Regions from separate parts of the Anas platyrhynchos genome. Here region 2 is linked to region 1. The links are chromatin contacts, called in public Hi-C maps. All regions are on one chromosome and are shown on one strand. The core of a region is the stretch at or near the end of the contact, and the rest is flanking DNA. Distances in the headings are between cores, read along the strand shown. Region 1 overlaps TCF3 (transcription factor 3). Region 2 overlaps REXO1 (RNA exonuclease 1 homolog).

Region 1 (4,253 bases), core at 709-3,208:
AAAACGTTGGGTTTATCCCCCAAGACAAAGACTTGTTGGCAGAAACCAAATTCTTCTTTGCAGTTTCCTTCAGAAACCAGAGCTGCAGTCCTCCCAGTGAAGGTGTTTGTGCCCCAGCAGCGCGGGGCAGCGGGGCCCAGCACCCTCTTACGGGTGGGGGCAGCACCGGGGTGGGAGCCGAGTGCCCCCGGCTGCTGCTGGAAGTCAGTGTCGGATGCAGACACTGAACCAAGGTCTTTCCACGGGGCCAAAATCCAGCCCCAAAATCAGCCTGGAAGGGGGGAATTTTATTTTCCAGGCAGGGTTGGGAGCTCAGGAGAGCTTCCACCGCTGGTGGCATCCTGGGGGTGCCCCAAACAGGCCGGTGGGTGGGGAAGGCAGCACCGTGCTGGCAGCATCTTCAACCATGGCCTCGCCCGCAGCCCGTCCCCTCCGAGCCCCCAATTTGCTGTACAGACGACCTTCTCCCCCAGAGCAAAAATTCTTGCAGGAAAGACACCTTCCTCGGGTGAGCCCTCACACCAGGGCAGACCACGGCCTTCGGCTCCAGGGGAGCTACGCGGGGACAAGCCCCCACCTAAGGTGGGTGGCAGAGGCAGAGCCTTCCTGGGTCTGCTCGGGGGTCTGGAGAGCCCCCAGGCTGTGCCTGACCACGTGGAGGGGAAGCGAGGGCTCCCCGGATGAGCTCTTGCCTGCATGGGGCTGGGGGCTGCCGCTGTCCCTGCCTCTCTTCAGCGCCTGGGGATGCTGCAGCTGGGGAGTGGAGCCTGGCAGTGACAGGGCTCGTTCCTCCCAGCTAACGCTGGTGGCTGTGGCTCCTGGCAGTGCTGCAGCTCCTCAGTGCCTTGCACACTGCAACCGAGCGGGATGGAGCCCTGTCCCTGCCAGCAGCAAGTGCTGCTGGTTTGTGGGGCCGTGCGGTGTCCTCGGGGCTGTAAGGATGTGCGGCTCCTCAGCCAATTTGTGGCACCTGCCTGCCTGGCTCCTGTAACACCTCCCTGATCTCCTTCCCCTTCCTGCCCTGTTAGCCGCTGATCGCGGCACAAAGACCCCAGCTTTGTGGCTGGGCACACGGGGGCCCCATGGCCCCACTGCAGCCCCGCAGGAGGGGATGTGGGGTCGGCTTCTCTCCTGCAGAGCAGCCCGGAGACCAAAACCGCTGGAGAAGTGAGACCCTAGCTGCCTGCTCTAAAGTCTGCCGACAGCAGCACACGGGGCTTCGCTTGCTTCCCCAGCTGCGTCCAAGAAGGGTTTAAAAAGGGACAAGCGTGGGAGACCAAAGTGACCACGGTGCCAACTCTGTCTAACCCGGCCCCACGCCACCCCTCGGCTCCTGTCTCCATCCGCAAGCAGCAAGTACAAGGTAGAGAGTGGGACCACCGAGAGGTCACGGCTGGGGACTGTCTGTAGGAGATCGGAAAGAACAGAACCAAAAAAAAAAAAAACTCGAAATAAAAAAAAAATAAAAAGGAAGGGGAAATTAAAAAAGAGACAGGAAAAAATATACGTTATGAAAGGCAAAAAATTACAAACTGAAGAGAGGCACAAAGGACTCCAACATCAATGCAACAGCAGAGGCCAGCAGAGAGGAGCACAGCCAGGCACAAACCACGGATTCGTGTTACAACAGCCTCTGCAGAGAGAAAGGGGGTTAACCTGCCCGGCTCTGCGAGGCAGGAGCATGCACTGCGGGTTGCGGGAACAAAGCAGCAAAGTCTCTGGAGCGGGAAGCTGAGCCCTGCGAGCCCTGCGCCTCCCCTCCGGGCACACACGCGTGGGGAAGGAGCGAGCCTGCCCCGGCGAGGGGGAGAGCCCGCACGTGGCCGCTGCTGGCTCCGGGCCCTGCTATGGACACGCAGAGCTCCTGGCTTGTGAGGGACAGCGGTTCTGAGAGGCAGCGAGGGCTGCCCGGTCCTGGGCTCAGCCGTGCCAACCCCTCACATGGCGCCTGCGCTCCCCAGCGCTGTGCCGGGGAGGAAGGAGGCACCTCCTGAGCAGCCATGGGGAGGGACGGGCACTGGGCTCGGAGCTGCCCTTGGAGAGGTTTCAGGTCCTCTCAAAGATTTGCTGTTTGTTTGCTTGGGTGTTTTTTTTTTTGCTGGCCAAGCAGCTGAGCAAAGCGGCTGGCTGCAGGAAAGCGGGGACAGCCGCCGGGGCTGGCGGGCGCAGGTTCCCCCTCGGGGACCAGCATGCAGCACACGCGATGGCAGGGGGGAACAAAAGAGAGAACAGCAGGGTTGCAAAAAAATTAAAAAAAAAAAAAAGGACAAAAAAAAGAAAAAAAAAAAGGACATCAACAGCCTTGGGAATCCAAGGCCACAGGGCAGAGAGAGAGTGCAAGGCACCACAGCACATGTCACAGGAGACAGACAGACAGACAGCCCCGTGCCGATCAGATACGTAAAATATCACCACTCCGGGACCCTCACTGACCTCTAACTTGTTGCTCCAGGTTCAGTATGACTGATACGGCCTGGTGTAGGATTAGCAGTTTGGTCTGCGGTTTTTCGCTGTTTAGGTGGAGTTGGCACATGCGTCCGAGCTCTTTAAAGGCCTCGTTGATGTCACGGACCCGCAGGCGCTCACGGGCATTATTGGCGACCCTCCTTTCTCTCTCTCTCTCGGCTTTTTGCTCTGGGGGAAGAAGATCGTCCTCCTCATCCTCATCTTGACTAATGGTTTAAAATAAGAACGAGACAGGGACATTCCTCGCGTGCACTCTCAGCACTGGTCAACTCACAGAAAAGAAACACACATCGGGCACCGAGACGCTGCGCCCCGCGTGCCCCCGCTGGGACACGGGGACATGCGGTGACTTTGGAGAGAAGCAATTAAGACTCTTCTTCTTCCATCCCCTCCCCCCCGCATTTTTTTTTTTAAATACAAAGCAAATAAAGAAACCACAACAATGCGATTAAGGCCTGAGTTTGTCGCTGGGAGGTCGTGCGGTGGCCCGGAGAAGGCATTCAGGGCTGACACTGGTGTCCCCAGCTACAATTTCAGGGACGGGCAGCACCTGCCTCTGGGGCAGGAGGTGGCCGCTGTCTGGCAGGAGCGGGGCCGGCACTGCCCCTCTGGGCAGCATCGCCCTGCCGAGGTCCCCGAGCCGATGGCGAGGCTGCGGACAAGCCAGCACGCTGGAAGGACTCCACCTGATCCGCTGCCACGTGTCTGGCTGGATGCAACGGGGGTTCAGGAGCCCCGAGGCAGACAGCAGAGCCGAACTGTAGCAGGGAGGAGGCTGAAAACCCCCCCCAGCCTCCAGCCAGGGATGCTGAGCGCCCCTTCCTGCCTCAGCACAGCCACGATGCCCCCAGCGAGCACCCAGGCGGGCGCAGCTTGCGCGGACAAGGCACAAAGCCTCCGGCCGTGGGGATGGGGGCAGCAGGGCAGGGAGGCCAGGAGGCTGAGAGCCTTCCCCAGCACGGCACGGCCCACGCCACGCACCTGCGAGGACGGGCAGGGCTCCCGTGGTGGGTAGGGGCTGGTGGATCCACACCACGGGACGACCCCCGGCCTCACCGGGCCGAGCCAAGCACCCGGGGGTCACCGTGGCCGTGCCCCAGCCCGAATGCCTTCAGACGGGTAACGGAGTAAGTGAAGGGAGAGACCTGTTCAAAGAGCACCTTGTTCTGTTCCGGGAGGGTTTCAGCTCCTTCTTCTCCTCTTCTGAGTTATCCGCCACCGATGTGTTCTCCTCGTCCTCCTTCTCCTCCCGCTTTATTTCGCTGGTTCCCGAGGAGACGCTGCTTCGCCCCAGCCCCCCTGACAAGCCTGCCGAGGAAGCAGAGGGGGTTGGAGCGAGCTGGGGGGGGGGGTCCACAGCCAGCAAAGCTGGAGGGTCACTGGCTCTGCCCCACAACTGCACCCCATCCCCTTCACCCCCCCATCCCACCCTTTCCAGGGTCAGAGCCCAGCCTTCCCCCAGCAGCGCAGGGCCCGGGGGCTCCTTGCACCCACAGCCGAAGGGACAGGAACACGCAGCACAAACCAGAAGCCACGTCAAGGACCTCTGGAAAAGGCTCAGCATGGGAACCACCAGGTAGCACCAACCTCATGAGAGCCCCCACCCCGAGCTGCCGTGGGACTGCAGCGTGCGCGCGTGCGGGGCTGCCTTACCGCTGTACGTGTCCTGCGGCCTGCTGAGGTCGGGGAGCGAGCTGGGCTGTGACGGAAGTGTGACATGGTTGTGGAGCATGCTGGGGGTGCTGGACAGCCCGTCTTCGGGGTGACCTCCTCCCACCTACAGCAGA
Region 2 (4,253 bases), core at 498-2,997, 200 kb after region 1:
AAAGGAAAATGATTTGTTGATGGAAGGAACAAGAAACCCAAAACTCCATTTCAACAGAACCACTCACTTAAACAAAACAAAATTTTAAATAATTTCTAAAGGCTAACGAGAAATAAGACTTGCCTACTAGTTGGCCTGAGAAGCTCACCGCAAAAGCAATGTAGCAGCCATGTGTGAACCCAATTCCAAAGCAGGATCAGAACTAGAGGCACTGTATTAACAGCTCACTTAGTAGCAATGCATCGCATATCTAAGGACTAGGAGACGGCCGTCTCAGGTAGCTTCCAACTTTCAATTCAGAGTAGAATTACTCAGAAAGGCTCACTCGGTGGTCTTACATGGATCTACTCCAGCTGCTGGTTTCTGGATTCACCTGTGACTGAGACATGCCCAGCTGCAGGATTCTAATGTCAAACATTGCTGTCTGAGCTTTAGTATCAAGTGTATCACAGCCCAGAGATGACACGAGAAGCTAGTGGAATGAAGCAGCAGAAAATGTCAGTGTGTACAGACAAATAAGAGCCACTATATTCCGAAACCAGACAGTTCACAAACATGAGCTTACTGCCTTACCAGCACTTGAGGCAAAAAATGGAAACCATTTCCAGCCTCTCCTCATCATCCCCAGCTAAAGCTCTAGAGTCAACAATATTCAGCGCAGAAAAGCTCCCCAAGCTAGCAGGAAAATTCAGGGAGTGTTTCCATGAGTGGCATAAGCCAACGCAAGACTAAGCCACTGTTGCAAGAGGCACTCCCACTCTCCTTTCCTCCACAGCCACAGACCCCACCCTGCCTGCCCTGGTACTATTCAGTCAGCCTCAAAGCCTTCTTCTCTGGGGTGTTTTGAAGTGGATCATTGCACTGAGCCAGTTACCTTCATCACTGTGCCTGCAAGGAAGCAGGAACACAGAGGGCAAAGCAGAGGTGGTGACTGCCCACTAGCATGGTTTTAGGTCAAATTAAATTGCTGCACCACACCCAGAGGTGACATGCTCTCTCCCTTAGTTCCCAGTGGTTTCCTTTGTTTAAGTTTTGTTTATCCCTCAATCTCAACATATTTGTGCATAATCACAGCAGTCTGCATGCAGCCTCCGTCATGCTTCTGACAAATCTCACCCTGCAAGGAATCAGCCTGCACATGGCATCACCTCAGAACAGAAAGGCTAGAGAGGACAAACCCAGGCAGTTGTAGAACTGAAATATGTAGGCAGAGCAGGGATTTACATAATTTCCTTCACCAGTCATTACTGCGGGTAATAGAGTACATAATAATAAAACCAGCCAGAGTAGAGAGAACTGCATCATTTGCAGTTAACCAGGCGGCTGGGCCAATACCGAGCCTGACCTCTCCCTGCATCCAAAGCCAGCACTGCTCCAAGGCTGCATGGTTCAATTCCCAGGAGCAAGAGGCCACACTTGTCAATTCTGCATCTATGCCCACGAATCTGATTGTTTTGCTAAAGAAATGGGTAGAACACACTACCAGGCCAACAAATAGTAAAAATTCTCTCCCATTCAGCTTGATCCTTTCCCTTCTCTGCTATGCAACATAACTGAGCAGTGAAGGAAAAACAAATGAGGTGTTTTTCTACAACAGCTGATGTTCTACAACTGTCCAATTCTTCCTCGCTGAGAAGAAAGCAGAAAAGTTGTTTCGTTTTTTCAGATCCAAGAAAGAAGCGAGCAGACTCAGCTGTCACAAAGAACAGAGCAGCTCGACTGGTCTGCTCCTGGGGAGCTGTAGCTCCATGCACAGCTCCACCCTGCCACCTCCTGCCACAGGCGCTAACTGCAGCATGATCCAAACACACATCCCAAATGCGTTTGGAAGGAAAAGGCACAGCAATGCTTTTCTAACCAGCTATGCGCCCCGTTATTTAGAATAGTTTATTATAAATATTTGCTATTTTCAATGCCTTCAAAGCTGAAAGATGTAAAAAAAAAAGCTGTAGCCCAAACATCCCCAAATCCCATTCCATATTCTCATCCTGAGCAGACTGGGGACTCTGACCTTAAATTTACCAAAAAATTCATCTGGATGAAAAAAGCAAGAAAGCCAGAATGTAGTGATCTGTAGCAGCACAACAACTAGGAGGCAGATGTGAAAGGATGCCTGAGCCCTGGAGCACTGACAGCATGCTTCATTGAGTAGGAGGCTATTAGAGAAATTGTATGTTTCTTATAAGGCCATGAGGTTTTATGGTCTACAACAGCCACGTAAAAACATGCAGAGAAGTCATGTTTTTATAGCCCCATCAATTTCTCCCGACTTCCCTGCTGGATGTTTTTTTTGGAACACTGATTAAAAAAGAGATCCTGATATCAAATGAAAAAGAAATAGGAGGAGCAGCCACATGCCTGATCCCATCCATGCTTCAGACTGGGCAGGACAGGCTTTTAGGGTTCATGTGCTGACAGGTCTAGTTCTAGTTGACAAGCCTTAAATTTTGCCCCAGAATTCACTTCCTAGTTCTAGCTTTTGGCCAGAATAATGATGGCACACACCTCTCCAGAACTCTGCTGGCTCTGTATCACCTGAGCACTTTCAAACAGCAAGACAATAAGATGCCCTACAACAAATAGCTGTGGGAGCCCCTTCTACTGGACATGACCCTTTTAGATCATTTGGTTCTGAACCATCTCTCTCTGCATGGCAGCTGCCAAATGTAAAAATGCCACTGAAACAAGGGACCAGGAGAATCCCTAGACCTTGGGCAGAGGCCAGAGACAGATTGTTCCCTTCAGTCAATGGACTGAGAGCCAGGGGTGCCTGGCTGTTGCGTAAGGAAACAAGAAAAAGCACCTGTACAAAGGTATCCCAGACAGCATTCAGCTCGACCAAAGGGCCAAAGCTCAATTCCTGAGCAGGTTTTAGATTCTGCTTTCTACTGATGTGATCCTTTCCCCACCCTCCTCAAGAGGAAGCAATATCTATGGGTTACAACACACTCCTTGGGAAGGTTCCTCCCCTTAATAAAACAAAGGGCGTGCAATAAATGGAAAACTAAGAAAGGATTTGGCCTACAGCAGAAGTTACCTTAGCACAGGCATCTAAGAATTAAAAAAAAAAAAAAAAGGGAATAAAGGTTTTGGCCACTGTTGTCAAGGCTCTGAGCACGCTTCTTAAAAGGAATTTCCTTTTTTCTCACTTTTTCAGTGTTTCCCTAAAGAAGACTATATCCAAGTTTTTGCTGGGCAACTTAACCCGCTGTCATTTGCTTAGAAAAAGTGCTTACATTTTGCTTAGAAAAATGTTAAAAAATTTGCATCTGCAAAATAGAAACCACTTCAACTCCAAACATTTGAGATTCTTCCTTCTTGCCAAACACCAAATTTTCTTACCTTTGCATAGCAAAAGGCATTTAAGAAGTACTTGCTTTTTCTCCCCAGGGGAATCCACCATTCTTCTAAAGGCTCACACAGCCACCACCATTGCAAGCAGAGGACAAATGTCATTGAGAATAAAAAGGTGTTGCTCAATAACTTACTTTAGCAACCTGGCAGCCTGGTGAACCCACAGCTCCTGAGCAGCAGCTGTAATGAGTTTCCCATCCACCTGGTACTGAAAGAGCAAGAGTTAAGAGTCAGAGAGAAGAGACCTAAACTTCAGCTGACAAGTGCAGAGATGTCCTGAATGAACACAGCAACAATAATTTGCAAGCAAAGGGAAAAAAAAGAGATTCACAAGTCTCTCATATTCAAACTGCAGAAGCCACCTACCAGCAATGGCACAGATGAGCAAAGCAGTTTGACTTATTTAACCAGCACAGCTGATTCACTGATCATGGATGCATTAGCAGAAAACTACAGAGTTCCAACTAGGCTACTATCTTGCTGCAAATGAGTTTAACCAAGACCGGTAAACTCACTCAGGCAGCAGAGCTCTATTGTTCCTAAGTCTCCTAAAAGAATGATCTTTGAAAATGTACAAGATGGTTTGTGCCTTTTACTTTTTTCTTTTTTTTTTTAAGCCAAAAAGATGAACCACCTCAGTTCCAGACACGTTTTCATATTTTAGGGACTGTACCGCTGCTCCCCAGCAGCTCTTTACAAGGCTATGCCACCCAGTGACAAAACTAGGAACTGCCACAATCTGCGAGCGTGACAAGTCCCAAAGCTACAAAATGTTTCACAGCAACTCCAATCCAACACAGACTCTGTTTTCAGATCTAGAGTACGTCTAACACGTAACTGAGCCCTCTTTGAAGAGATGTACCTCTCTGCTTGCGTAGCCTTCCCCAGTGATGGACACA

The links. Hi-C and Micro-C count contacts between places; a contact is called where the count stands out from the background.
Region 2: a Hi-C map of subcutaneous adipose tissue shows a contact between it and region 1, with 3 times the contacts expected there. The contact joins two enhancer-like sites. A contact is called at or near these places in 3 of 8 Hi-C or Micro-C datasets (liver, skeletal muscle and subcutaneous adipose tissue).

The regions. Positions count from the first base shown.
Region 1 is chr29:4,584,618-4,588,870 of IASCAAS_PekinDuck_T2T, forward strand. TCF3 (transcription factor 3) reads right to left here. Exons shown (of 20, transcript XM_038169034.2): 16 at 4,120-4,243; 17 at 3,612-3,774; 18 at 2,434-2,672. Among named protein-coding and RNA genes, the nearest start is that of UQCR11, 14 kb to the left of the region's middle. Within about 2 kb of position 1,959, at least 1 of the 8 cell types and tissues checked has an H3K27ac peak or open chromatin away from gene starts, as enhancers often do.
Region 2 is chr29:4,785,239-4,789,491 of IASCAAS_PekinDuck_T2T, forward strand. REXO1 (RNA exonuclease 1 homolog) reads right to left here. Exons shown (of 15, transcript XM_027471803.3): 10 at 4,217-4,253; 11 at 3,489-3,562. Among named protein-coding and RNA genes, the nearest start is that of ATP8B3, 11 kb to the left of the region's middle. Within about 2 kb of position 1,748, at least 1 of the 8 cell types and tissues checked has an H3K27ac peak or open chromatin away from gene starts, as enhancers often do.